Linked DNA regions of Oryctolagus cuniculus: region 2 is linked to region 1. Evidence: chromatin contacts called from public Hi-C data. All regions are on one chromosome and are shown on one strand. Each heading gives the region's core, a stretch centred on a gene start, on an enhancer-like site or on the middle of the called end of the contact. The rest is flanking DNA. Distances are from core to core; before and after follow the strand shown.

Region 1 (7,087 bases), core at 1,892-4,391:
TTAAAAAGAAAATCAATAAAATGTTGCCAGTTATTTATTGGAAATAACCACAGATAGCGGCCCTGATAGGGTGCCGGTTTTAGAGAGCACACAATTGTGTAATGAATTGTAATTCAGAAGACTGTTAAATGTGAACCACAGAACCTTTCAGAGGCAATAAAGTCATTACCTTTTACACTACAGGCAACCCTGAAAAGCTTTATACACGCCATTCTATATAAATCATGCGCATCTAGTATTTATTTCCACAACCCAAGTCGTCCACTTAGATTTCTTCCCCGTCCGTGGACGGCTGCGGATGGATGGGGACACTCCTGAAACCCGCAAAGCCCGGTTCCGAGAGGATCCGGCTCACTATTGTTACCTGCAGGAGCCTTGATTTCATTATTTATTCTCCAAGGCCTCCTCCCGGTCGCACTGTCTTCCTCCCTCTCCTCACCTTCCCTCAGAGCCCCCCCTCCACCCCCGCCGACCCGCCCCGCCCCTCCCCCGCGGGGACACTCATTCAGTTGGTGGCTCCGAGGCTGGTTGAACACGACAAAAACCAGACCGCGGTGGCGGAGCGCTGACCTGCTCCGAGGAACTCGATGAAAAGGGGAAATGGTGTCACGCACACGCTACAGCGCTCAACTGCAAGGGAATCTTCCTGGCTCCCAAACAGAATTTGAGCTTCTCACCCCCCCTTTAACGGGGCAGGGGGCTTGGGAGGGGGGAGACCATTACAACCACAACAGACCCATTTCCACGAACCCAGGCCAGCCCGCCCCTCTCCCGACGTTGAGCATCTAAGCCCTCCCTGCCTTGCTGAGGGGCCCGAAGCTGCGCCGAGCGAGCGAGCCAGCCACTCATTTTCGAATGGGTCTGAAACTTTGCTGAGACGACCCCGGGCTAAACAGCCGCTGGCCGGCGGGGCTGGGCGGTGGGTGAGCGCGCGCACGCCCGGGGCCCTGGCTTAAAACAATGAGGCACCCCCCGCCCCGGGCGGGCGGATGAAATTTGCGGACACCGCGCCCCTTGGCCCGCGAAGGGGCCGTGCAGCCGCGAGAGGGGAGCGCGGCTCGGGCTCGCAGATCCACACTCACGCACGTCCACCTGCAGCGCGGCGACTGGCGGTCGGGCAGGCTCACCCAGCGCCCTGAGTGCAGCGCGCAGCCCCGGGTGCACGTCCGCCCCCCGCACCCGGCCCTTCCCGCTCGGGATGGCAGCGCAGTCTCCCCGGCGGCGGCGGCGGCGTCGGCGGCAGGGTGGCGCAGGCAGGCGGGGAGGCTGGGAGGCGGGAGCCGCCCGGGGACTTTGCAGGCACGTTTCTGAATAAACTTTCCAATCGCAGGGGGTGCTGTTGCTGTACATTTTACGTAAAACTGAAAGTATCCCACGCCAGAGTGAAGCCCGCTTTTTGACAGCGGCAGCGCGCGCGTGTGTGCTTGTGTGCATTAAAGAGACAGGGGTTTATTTCCAACAGGTCTTCCCCTAATTTCCAGGGAACCTGGACAGACGGGCGAGAGGGGGCTGCGGGCTGCGGGCTGTGCGCCCCGGCCGCCGGCACTGACCCCGGGGCGGTCAGCTCACCGCCGTGGCCTCCGCTCTGCTCCTGCGGAGCCGGCCGCTCGCTTTCCTTTCCCCATTTTTTCCTTCCCCGGGTAACAGCGCAGGAACAGTTGGGCTCTGCCCGTAGGAAACATTTTCTTTCCGCCCTTCTGTGCGTTCGCGGTTGCTCTGGAGTGGGAGGGGGGTGTGTCCCTCCCCGGGACCCGAGTCGGGGACCTCCTGCGGCCCCAGGAACAGCTTCCCAGGGGCCGGGACTCCCGGGACTGCCCGCGCTTTGTCCTTCGGCCCTCGGCCGCTCGGAGAGGTGGACCTCTAGGCGCCTCCCTCGCCCCAGCCCCCGGCGCCCCCCTCTCGGGGCTGGATCGAGCCCTGACTCCGGCTCCGCGTTCTTTATTCCTCGACCTCTCTCTCTGTCTTTCGGCGACCCTGGGGAAGCCTGGGACCCGGTGCTTCCAGTTACATTCAGACTCCGCCGCTTGTTGGGGCGCTTAGATCCCTGATCCCAGGCTCGGCTTTGGGGGCGCCCTCTCGGCCCTCGGGCCCGGGCCTGCGCCGCCTCCCTCATCCCAGCTCCCTCTCTCTAGGTTGCTCTGGCTCCAGGGAGGCCCGGGCGCTGCCCTTCCGGACCCTCAACCCTCTAAACTTGGGCTGGATCACGCCTCGCCGCGCGCTCCCTCTTGTCTCCCCTCGCCCGCTGCGGAGCTCCAACTTGGAGGCTCAGCTCTCAACTTCGGGTGATTTTTCTCTGCTAGCTTCTCCTTCGGCAAAGTTTCCTGAGCGCAGCCGCGGGCTCGGGGCTTTCACTGGGGCCCCGGGCGTCTGCACGCGGGGCGCGAGCGCGGCGGCGGGGAGGGGAAGTGGGTGTGCGCACGGAGGAGGGTGTCCGAGAGCAACTCTACCTGGCTTCCCTCCGCCCGCGCTTCCCCGGCCCCGGGCTGCAGCCTCCTGGTGCACTCCTTTTATTATTTTTTCTTTCTTTCTTTTAAAAATAATCTTTCTTTTGGGATCCGCGTATGGGGGGGAGCAGGGCGCACGTCTTGCTCCCCCCTACTCCTCCCTCCCACCCCCGCCGCCCCTTTCTTCTCTCCCCGCCACGCCACCGCCGCGGCGCTCGCTGTGGCCACTGGTGAGCCAGCGGCCCCAAAGCCCCCTCCCCTCTGCCCGCCCCTCCCCCAGGGGCCGCGTCTGGCGTCTGCAGAGCCCCCCGCCCCGCACCTCCCCCGCCCCGCACTGGCCATTGGCTTGTCCTGGTCTCTTTTTCATGTCCAGCCCCTGATGTGTGTCCATTGGTGTGAGCTTCCCCTTCCCTCCTCCCCTTCTCTCCTGCTCGCCCTGCCCATGTTTTGTGTGTCTCTGTCCATCCAGACTCCTGACGTTCAAGTTCGCAGGGACGTCACGTCCGCACTTGAACTTGCAGCTCAGGGGGGCTTTTGCCATTTTTTTCATCTCTCTCTCTCTCTCCCTCTATCTCTCTTCTCTCTCTCTCTCTCTCTTTTTTTTTTTTTTGCTTTAAAAAAAAAAAAGCCATGACGGCTCTCCCACAATTCATCTTCCCTGCGCCATCTTTGTATTATTTCTAATTTATTTTGGATGTCAAAAGGCACTGATGAAGATATTTTCTCTGGAGTCTCCTTCTTTCTAACCCGGCTCTCCCGATGTGAACCGAGCCGTCGTCCGCCCGCCGCCGCCGCCGCCGCCGCCGCCGCCGCCCGCCCGCCCCGCAGCTCACCATGTCTCGCCGCAAGCAAGGCAAACCCCAGCACTTAAGCAAACGGGAATTCTCGCGTAAGTAACCCAATAATAGTATTAATAATTATTAATAATCACGAGAGTGCGCAGGACGAGGAGCAAGAGCAAGGGGGAGAGAGGGGTGTGTGCATGCATTTTTAAATTTTTCACGAGAAAAACCTCTGAGAGTCGAGTAAAAGAGATTAAAAGGGGGGGGACCCCTCATCCGATCTCGAAACAGAGCTGTGTGTGCACTTTTGAGGTAGCACATACCTTTTACATTTTATTTAATTTTACAAAAATTGGACTCCTCCTCCTTTCCGCCGCTTTATTTCTTTTCGAAAGGGAATGAAATGATCCCCCCACTCCCCAGTTTTGCAAAAATAATGAACAATGCTAAGGATGCGGACAACTCATATGCAAACCTGGAGGTGGAAGCTGGGGGGGGAAAGGGGGGTTGCTTCCACTCGCCGCAGGAAAATGGAGGGGTCCGAGTGAGTTCAAGTCTCACAAACAATTCCTGGGGAGAGAAGTGCGACTGGCCCTTGCACACCGGCGCGCTCACTGGCGAGTGTGCACGGGGAGCAAAGTAGTCATCCCCACAATAGTGAGAAAGTGGGACTGAGCGAAGGGCCTCCGGAGCTCCAGAGTCTGCCGAGTCGGGAGAGGGGCCGCGGCCGCGGGGAGAACGGGGTGACCGGGAAGCACGGGGGAGGCGGCCGGCGCTGCCGCCTTTTGTTCCGGCCTGAGGTGGGTGTTTGTCCCGCTTGCCTTTTGTGCCGGCTCCTCGAGCTGGCCCTCCTGCGCCGCCGCCGCCGGCGAAGGGCAGGAGCAAGGGCCAGGGGAGGAGGCGGCCAGGGGCACGCGGGAGCTGGAGAGAGCGAGCCCGGGCCACCGCCGCCCGGGTGGCCACTGCCCGCCCCTCCCCGCCGAACCCCAGAGGCAGCGAGGCGGCGTGCAAAATAAACAAACAAAATAAAGAAAAAATAGAAAAAAAAAAAAAAAGAAACAAGGAAAGAGAATGTAGTTTCTTGCCCCCAAATAGATGCCAGACGCTCAGCCAGTCCTCCTGCAACGCTTTCCTCTTTGACTCCCCCCCAAAAAATCTTGCAATCTCTGATTGAGGGAAAAAAACACCCCCTTCCCCAAACCCTCTCAGTTGCAAACTTAGAGCGCCAGCGGCGCAGAGAGGGAGCGAGGAACTCCCTCCTCTTACTATTTTTTGGAAGATTTTCAAAAAAAGTGGAAGTGGATTTTGATTGGGAAAAATCTCGTGTCTGAATGTTTACAAGCACCGCGTGTGCGGGAGCCTCCTGCCAACAAACAGACAGAGGACCGAGCGCGGCGCGGCAGCCCCGGAGCAGGCGGCCGCGGCGGCCCGGCCTCGCCCGGGCCTTGCCCGACCTCGCCGCGCCCAGCCCAGCCCGGGATCGCCCACCGGGCGCCCGCCGCCCACCCGCGGGGCACAGCAGCAGGCCGCGCTGCGACTCCCGCGCCAGCCTGGCCCGCGGTCTGAGTCCGCCCCAGCACAATGCCCAGGGCTCCATCCCAACCTCGCAGGCTGGGAGATCTGCTGGGTGGAACTCGGCTTTGGAAAGCATTTTTTTTTTTTTTTATTTTGCAAAGCAGCTGTAGAAGCACGTTCGCGCCCCCTCCCCTCGGCCCAGGGTACTCTCAGACTCCTCTTGTCCACGGCTCTGGACGGCGAGGAGGTCACCACGTGCTCCCCCCCACCCCCCCCGCCAGCTGCCCACAGCTTCAGACTGCGGCCAGGCCAGGTAAGGGTGTGTGGGGGGCACGCAGAGAAGTGTGTATGCATTTTGGGAGCGCTGGTTCCTGACACCCCACGCACCCCACTCCAGTATTCTTGTCCTTTACCCTGGGCCTGGCTCGGTCAGAGGTCCTTGAGAGTCTATATAAGGGGTGGTGGCTGCAGTGGCTGTCCGGACGAGCGCGCCTGGAATGGCGAGCGGTGGGCACTTGGGAAAGTTTGTTCTCCAGGGAGAGAAAGGCGTGAGAGGGCCCGCATCGACCCTCCCCCCCCCCCCCCCATTCATGACTCTTATTCTAGTTTTTGATGCAATTTTTAAGGACCACCTATACTCAATTCTGTATTTCTTTTTTTAAAGGGGGAGGGTGGGCACAGAGGAGCGAATTTTTCACTGGGCCCTGGAACTTGTCACACACTTCCGAAGCTCCCCCGCCCCGGCACATCGCGGGGCCCTCCCTCTCCCCACCCCCGCGCATCCCTCCCTCGCCGCTCTTCCCCGCCCCCCACTCCCCCGGCTGCGCCGGATGCGGAGCAGACGCGGCGCGCGGCGGTGTGAAGTTACAGCCCGGCCAGGTACCGGCGGGAAGGAAGGGCAGTGTTCGCAGGACTCGGGAAAGCCCGGCCCTTCTGGCGAAGGATGCACTGGGGGCTCGAAGGACAGACAGGCGCGCAGTGCGGGCTGCTCGCTCTTGATCCCTTGCTTCTCGGGCCCATCTCGGGACACTCCAGGCTGGGAGGGTTAGCGGCCCCCTTCCTCCCCCACCCCCCAGCCTGCCCCGGGCCCTGGGTGCGGGCACCGGGAGGGCAGAGGTCACTGCTTGCCTCGTTTTCTGGATGCGCAGAGGGGGGCGGGAGCCATCCTGTGCCTCGGGACCCCCCACCCCCACCCCCTGCTTTCGCTACGTGGGCTGAATGAGCCGTTCGGTCGCTAGGAGGCAGAACAAGATCAAGAAAGCTCAGCGAACTTGAACCTGTACCAGAACCCCCCCCCCCACCCCCCGCTCGGCTTTTCTCGGCCAGGGAGGGACCAGCGTTGCGAGGGTGGGGGTGGGGGGGAAGCGAACGGTTAGGCAGAATTCCCTCCCCTCCATCACCCCTTATGTCTTTGTTCTTCATTTTGACTTTTAAAATGCGTCTGGCCAGGGCCGCGGAGAAGCGCGCGGCCGGCACCCCCGCGCTCCAGCCGAGGGGAGCCGTGCGCTCCTGGAGCGGCTCGGGGTGCAGTTGTCGCTGGCTTTCGGGCAGGCGTTTTGGGGAGGGCGGGCGCGCTCTCGGGCGTCCGGGCACGGCCGAAGGCAATGCTGTGGCAAGTTTGCACTTGGTCTCCAGGTTCACTTCCTGCACCACCTCACCCCCGCGCAAAAGCACAGACTTCGGCGGCCGCCGAGGGCTCGCCGAGCGGCTCTCGCTGCGCGGCCACCCCTCCCCTCCCCGCCTCCCGCCGCTTCCTCGGAGTCCGAAATCACAACAATAGTAATAGTTATCATCATAATGATGCGGGCAAGCACCGTCATTAATAATGGATAACCGCAGCCGCCGCGCGCACGCCGGTGCCCGGGATTGCGGGGGAGACTCATTTGCACAGATTCCCTAAAGTAAAAGGGGTAAGCGTGTGGACACAGAATGGGTCTCAGGACCCGCGCCCGGGGTGGACGCGGTGATACCAAGACTGCAAGCCCTCTTAACCAACCGAGTTTCCCACAACCTCACTTCCTTTTTCACCAACTGGCGGGCCCGGCGAGCCGTCCTCCCGCGGCCGGGCTGGATGGGCGTGGAGGCCCCTGGCTGCCCGCCGCCTCCGGGCCCCGGAACCCAAGGCCCCGCGGCCGCTGCAGCACGTGCTCGCAGCCGGCGCAGCCCGAGTCTGCAGCCCGCAAGCCGCTCGCTTTGTGCTGCACGAGTCCCAGCGCCCAACTTCACTTTGGGCACGGCGCACCCCGGCCCGGACCCCTGCCCCGAGCCTGCAGCCCCCTGGCTTCGCTTTTGTCTCCTGGCTCCCCCCTCCCCCCGCTCATTTCAGCCTGCGTTGGCTCCTTTACC
Region 2 (7,087 bases), core at 3,310-5,809, 69 kb after region 1:
AGCTTGGCTAATTGACTTGCAAAATATAGGTTAGGCAGTTTTATGGGATACCAAATTATCTTACACTTTCTTTGATTAAAGACAAAATATACGAAGTAAATCATTATGTGGCAAAAGGTTAGCACTTCATGCACTTAGGGATGTCGTGCTGCCTTTCCCTCTGCTGCTCTGTGGGAAATAACTGGTCAAAACAGGGAAAACTCGCTGCTCACAAGCTCCCAGATGTCTGAACAGAGGAGGTAGGTGATAGGAGAGACATTTGCCTTAGCTTTGAGTTTCCCAAGTCTAGATTTGATGTACCCATTTTCTTTCAATATCTTAGATGGGTAAGTCTTAGAAATTCTCTCTTAAAGTGTGTGTGTGTGTGTGTGTGTGTGTGTGTGTCTTAAGTATGGGTTTCTTGAATTTCTCGCTTACGTCAGTACTTAACTACACATATGTGCCTGAAAGGAACTCTCACAATTTGGCCACCCCTTCTCTCTCAATGTGTGAGGAGGAGGCATGGGTGCCAAATTGGAGGTGGGGCAGAGTGGGCTAGTGGAGCTGCGATTGGTGTCTCGACTTGATGTGTGGGGAAGAGAACAAATCAGAAGTCTTCTCAGGAAATGAGATGAGGTCTACCCACAGAGCAGTGATCCTCAAAGCACCAGTACCAGGCTGCTTGGGGCGTCTTGGCCCTCAACACTTTTTTAGTCAAATCCATTTCTGAGTGAAGAACAGCTTGTCTACTCTTGACCTGCTGACAGGGCAGGGGTCTTTGTGATTTTGGCTGGATGTGGAAATAGATCCTTAACTATACTAACAAAATCTTTTTTTTCTTCTTCTTGTGGTTGGGAGAAAAGAGAACCAAAGCAGAATGTTGGAGAAAGAAAGTTAGGGAGAGAGACACTAAAATGTGCAGTCTCATTCCCCAACCTTCATGTCGAACATGGGAGTCAGACGTGGCAGGATGTGTTTCCAAAAGCAGACAAAGCCACCTACTTGGTGAAGGATCGATCTGAGGGGCCTGGAATTGCAGTGTAACCTTAGGGAAACCCTGTCCTTCTGGGATGAGCTCAGCCCATTGTTCACAGGGGGCATTGCTGGTATTTATAGCCTATGCCTGCCGGTCCCAGTGAAAGGCGCTTAACTTCTCACCCAGAATAGCAAGCATTGTTTCCCATATCTAGGTTGCTGGGGCAGCTTCTGAGGAACCTAGGAGTCGGTAGCTTTGTGACGTGGCATGGAGGGTTTTTCTTAAATGACTTGATTGGGTTTTGCCACATTTCATGTTATTTTTCAGATCTAGGTTTATTTTTCCTTTACACACAGGACCTAAAAGATTTGGAGATCTGGCTCGTGCAATCCTGTTTTCCCCTCAGCCTAGAAGACTTTCCTGGGCCTGCTTTCTGGAAGCAGCTGACCAGGCTCATAGCAGCAAGGAGGCTCGGGCCTCTCTGGAGTCCTCTTGTTTCACGCTGCGTCATAGTGCATTCTGGGTTTGTGTGCATGCATGGTCTGGCTTATGACATCTACCCAACCCCATCCTGTTGCATGTCGTAAGCTAGCAACTGTAAGGCCAGACTGCCATTACCTTCTGCCCACTCTCTTGTTTGCAGGGACCTCAAGGAAAAAGGGGCCTGCTTAGGGAATTGGGTTCTGGCCTGTGATGAGATGAGTCAGCTTGGAACTGTGGTTGCAAGGGACAGTTTGTTCTCCCCGGGCCATGCCTCGGTGGTGGCGATGGCAAGTAGTTTTCTTTTCTTTTTTTTTTTTTTTTAAGATTTATTTTATTTTACTTGAAAGTCACAGTTACAGAGAGAAGGAGAGGCAACGAGAGGGAGAGAGAGAGAGGTCTTCGATCCGCTGGTTCACTCCCCATATGGCTGCAACGGCCGGAGCTGCGTGGATCCAAAGCCAGGAGCCAGAAGCTTCTTCCAGATCTCCTACGTGGATGAAGGGCCCAAGGACTTGGGCCATCTTCTGCTGCTATCCCAGGCCACAGCAGAGAGCTGGATTGGAAGTGGAGCAGCCGGGACTAGAACCAGTGCCCATATGGGATTCTGGCACCGCAGGTGGCAGCTTTACTCGCGCTACAGCTCCGGCCCCAGCAAGTAGTTTTCATAGTTCCTATTTTGATTTAAATATTAGTCTATCTTGCTCTTGGTCAAGTCCTAGGCAAGTGCAGCACGGGATTTCTTTTTTGGCTTGAACCAGATGAAATATAGAGCACACGAGTACCCCATGGTCCTGGACACACAGCACCCCACCCCAGAGCAAATGTCCCATGACGACCTGTTCCCAGGTGAGAATTCCTAGCACGTGGAGATGTTGCAGTGGTGGTGAGGGCTGGAAACCTCAGACCCCTGTGCTCCCCCCCCCCCCCCCCCCACCAATGTACGCCTTCACTTAAGAAAAACAAGTGCACCATGCTGGAAGTATAGACTTGACCTCAGCTCACCAGGTGCAACTGCTGACCGGCACAAAATAATAGGAAATATTTTTTAAGAGGAGTGGGGGAGGGAGTTTCTGTTCCACCCTCACTGCTATTTCAATACCAGGCAACCTGCTGTATCTGTGGAACTCACTTCCCTTTCTGGTTTCCAGTAGCCCCGGCCCCTGGGGGCTGGAGGAGGGAAGGTGGGAGCTGGGAGGAGAGGATGGAAGGAGAGGTGGGAAGGAGAAGAACAGGGGAAGAGAGAAACTTGAGCTGTCCCTAGCGGAACGGGAGTGCAGATTTCATCAGGCCTCTTGGCCGGGGAGAAGCGGACGGACCTTGCTGTGACTTCCCGCGCAGCGGCCGCGGTGACTGGCTCCGCTGACACTGTCGCAGTCTGGACAACCCTGCCAGCTCCTGGAAGGGCGCCTTGACAACTGTCACAGGCGAGACACCGAAAGCATGAGCTGTCGATAGTGACCTGCGTTTGCAGCAAATCCGAGGGCCTTCTAATTAATGGAGGCGCTCTGCTGTTCGACAAGCCCCTCGCACGCGGGCAGTGTCACCGTGCAGATCCTCGTCACGTGTAACAAGCTTCTGGCTCCGAGCAGCAGCCGTGCCACCAGCGCGCTCGTGAGGGTTCAGTTTCAAGGGGGTGGGAGGGGTGGAGGGGAAGCAACCCAGAAAGAAAAAGAAAGAGGAACAAGAAGAAAAGGAAATAGGAGAGAGAACGAAAAAAGCCCTCACGGCAGTGCTCGGGCAAGGGGCTCAGAGCGCATCCCCGAATGCCTCCTTCGTTGCCGGCCGAAGCGTTCGGAACCTTCTCTTTGAGGCTTTCCTGACTGTACTCTCGCTGCTAATACGCCAGCTCATTCATCCCGTGTTTCCTGGAGACGAGCGTCCTCTGTGAGTTATTTCTGACCACTGCAGCGTTCCACGGGGCCTGAATTGTCCAACGCAGGGCCCCAACTCCAGTGTTACAATCAAAGCACGCAGCGGAGACATCCACCTCGCTGGGTCTTTCCTTGGAGGGAGGGACAGACGGGACTAAGGGAACTGCAGCAGTACCCTGGGCCAGCCTGAGGTCACCTGGACTTGCCTGGACTTAGGCCTCCTGACCCTGGCCCACGCTGTCTGCACAGGGCAGGGGGTTTTGAGTCCTGCTTCAGGGGATTGATTAAAGCAATGCTTGAAGGCCTGTGTGGAGCCATCGTTTCCCTGTCATCTTTTCTGGGTGTTCCCTCTGGGAAGACCACCTCTCTGCCCCCACGTACGAGTTAGAGGGGTCAGTGCTGGGCACCCTGAAGGCCGGCCGGCCGGTCTTGTTCACGAAGCAGCAGCATACTCTTGCCTGTATTGATTCTCTCTGAGCTCCCCGCACTATCCTGGCAATTATTCATGGGAAATAAAATAATATAAATCACGCTGCCTGATTCTTCTCAAACATCTCACAAAGTAATCACAGGGTGAGCTGCAGGTTTCCTTGCGGTGCCTTTATCAGTAAATCAGATTCTGAGCATTTATCAGCAAAAGTTAGATTTAAGCATCATTCCTGTAATGTTTGAAAGAAAGAAGATTTGTTTCGGTGGGGACTCTGCCAATCAATGATCTTCCAGCCTGACTCTGCTATCAATTATTGCTGCAATTATTTGTCTAGTTGGATATTTAAAATGTCATCAGAAAGAGATGATTACATATTCCAGAAAGCAAGGCACTGTATAATCAGATGAACTGAATCCAGTTAAATGTAGTGTAGTCCCAACCTGTCCTTCAAAGTAGAATTTCTGAGCTACAGCTGAAGCCGCAGCCTTCGGCCTGCTTTTAGGAAGCTCGTCTTAACCTTGGGATGCAGTATGCTGCTGGGGTCGGGCGATACTCAATTATGGGGAACTTTCCAACTCTGAAAATGGAATTGCTCCTTCAGATACACGAGAAGTGCATTTTGGTTATCTCATTCAATTCATCTGCAAGTCTATAAATAAGCAGTCCCTCTATTCTTCTTGCTTCCTGTGCATGTAAATGCCAAATCCTGATTTGTGGTGAAGTTGTCACATGCCCCTTTCCCACTCTCCGAGCCTGGTGCCCAGGAACTAAGCAATGGCAGTAGAAATTACAACTGTTTGGAAGCCAAGAAAAAGCTCCGTTTCTCACTTTTCTCCAGTTCCGGATATTCTCGGCTCTGCTCCATCTCTCAGCCTCCTCCCCACACACCACCTCCACTGCACACCCTCCTTCTGTCCGCTCCACGAACAGGAAACAGAAATTCAGCTCCAGTTTCTTTTTGCATGGAGGAAAAGAAACCACAACCTGAAAAACAACCCAGAAATTTCCAGCCAAACTCGGCTCCCAGATAGAATGGTCCCAAATGTACTAAACTCATAGAAAAGCTCCAGTTTAAGAGATCTGTCTCTCTGAGGAGCTGAATGCCACCTCTGAAAGTGACAGACGTCCATCCCCATCTTTTTTTTTTTTTTTTTTTTGACTCTGGATGAGAACCAGGCAGAGGTTCTAAGGTCTCCGTATCTAGATAGGGTTCACGAGTGTGAGAATGCCTGTAGGACCACCTGATGAGGAGGGTTTTCTCAGAGGGCGGGCAGGGCTCTTACCAGTCCTGGACACTGTGCTAGTCCAAAGACTGTCTGTCCCACGAGGATATAAGAGGTATTCAGTGTCTGGGCTTTTGGTGCAACAGTTAAAAAGCTACCTGGAACCCCTGCATCCCCTGTATCGGTGTGCTTGGGTTTGAGGTAGAGCTCCACTCCTTATTCCAGCGTCTTGCTAACGCACTCCCTGGGAGATAGCAGGTGATGATGGCTCCAGTAGCTGGGTTCCTGCCACCCATGTGGGAACCCTGGATGGAGTTCCTGTCTCCTGGCTTCAGCCTGGCCCAGCTGGTGGGGATTTGAGGAGTGAATCAACGGATGGGAGATCTCTGGCTGGCTGGCTCTGTCCCTCTACCTTTCCAATACATAAGATCAAAAAAACTTTTTAAAGAAAAGTAATCTCATCTATAAAAAGGTATTGGAGATGGCAGGGCTCTGGGTTGTGTGTGCGGAAGCTACAGGAGAGAGAGAGATGAGAATGAGAATCTTCCATCTGCTAGTTCACTTCCCAAATGACCACAACAGCTGGGCCAGGCTGAAGCCAGGAGCCTAGATCTCCATCAGTGCCTTCCACGTGGGTGGGTGGCATGGGTCCAAATACTTAGGCCATCCTCCACTGCCTTCCCTGGTGCGTGCACAGGGATCTGGATCAGAAGCTCAGCAGCCAGGACTCAAACCAGTGCCCCGATATGGTATACCAGCATTGCATGTGGCGGCTTAACTCACTGTGGCACAACACTGGCTCCCCAGGAAACTTTAAAATACTCATAATGCATCAAAATGGAGAAGAAACAGTGTCCCTGCCACAGTTGCTCTTAGCTAGGGGCCAGCCACAATTAGCCTTGTCCCCACTTCTTCACTGTCCTTTCTTAGAGACTCCTCCAACTGGTGCCTGGGGGACTCACTTGCAGCCCGTGGTGACCTGGGTCAGTTGATCACACTGCCTTATTGGGGGTGGGGGGATGTTGAAATTACTTTGATCCTTGAGAGCATGTTTATATGCTTGTGGTGGGTGAAGTGTAGCGTGTGAAAACCACAAAACAGAGGCGTGAAGGACTCGGTTTAACTCTTGGGAGACATAAGTGAGGCCCCGAGTTCTGAATGTCTTTGCTTTTTCTGTATTTGTTTCTCTTCCCACATCTTGCAGCATATCCCATGCAGAGCCGTGCTGGTGTGTGTGTAGGGGTGGAGGTCCTGCAAGTCCATGGCCATGGTTTCCCACTCCAGGACCCCTGCAGGTCATTTGGCTGGGATCCCCCAGCCTCCCAGAGCATGTGGGGGCTTTGCATTCCTTCTTATCTGGGCTGTGGCTCAGCTGGGATCTGGTGCAACTTGGACTACCAGGTGTAGGTTGCTGCAAGTGCTCCCCCTGCAGCTGAGGCAGACAGGGGCATCCAGCCAACTTTGACTGCACCTTCCATGCCCAGAGTCCTGGCCTGATTATAATGCCCTTCGAATGGAGCAAACCATTATATGAATGAATGGTCGTCACAATGTTCTTTCTTTCGGAGTAGAAAGCTGGGGGTGCAGGTGGGGGATGAGAATAAAGGAAAAGGAATGATTGCTTAAAAAGTCAAGAGGGGAAGAGGAACGGGACCCCGACTAGTAATTGTAACAATTCATCAGAAGACTTAAGGAAATCTGACATCCATTGTAGCTCTTCTAACAGTAATTGCACAGCATTTGGAAAGTGAATGATTAACCTGATTGTCTATAACAACCATTGAGTAAATATACAATTACAGATTGCCAAAATAGTACAGTGAACCGTGGACCAGCAGCCACTTCCAAGAGGCTGTAATCATCTGGTTCAAGGCTGACCCAGAGGCTCCTTGGTTAGTGAATCATTTACCAGGCAGACCTGGATGACTTGGGAAAGGGAAGGTTTTCCCTGGGCACCGCTGGCTCCATGGCCCTGTCCTTCCAGTAGGTCATTCGGCACAGCTCTCCAACAGGAAGAAAAGTCCACTGCACAGCCCTTGACTTGTGAGTTTTTATTGACGGGCTCTTGTTTGTCTAACACGGTGCTAGGCAATCTGAGTTCTCCTAAGGCTCAGAGGGCCTGAAC

What was found. A called contact is a pair of places that touch in the nucleus more often than the background predicts.
Region 2: a contact with region 1 is called in a Hi-C map of an unstated tissue, with 2.4 times the contacts expected there. The contact joins the enhancer-like site here to the promoter of BCL11A in region 1. A contact is called at or near these places in 3 of 6 Hi-C or Micro-C datasets (ear pinna, liver and an unstated tissue).

Annotation. Positions count from the first base shown.
Region 1 is chr2:142,110,451-142,117,537 of mOryCun1.1, forward strand. BCL11A (BCL11 transcription factor A) reads left to right here and starts at 3,142. Exons shown (of 4, transcript XM_051838573.2): 1 at 3,142-3,333. The coding sequence starts at 3,279.
Region 2 is chr2:142,178,057-142,185,143 of mOryCun1.1, forward strand. All of the region lies in intron 2 of BCL11A (BCL11 transcription factor A), which reads left to right. Among named protein-coding and RNA genes, the nearest start is that of BCL11A, 68 kb to the left of the region's middle. Within about 2 kb of position 4,560, at least 1 of the 8 cell types and tissues checked has an H3K27ac peak or open chromatin away from gene starts, as enhancers often do.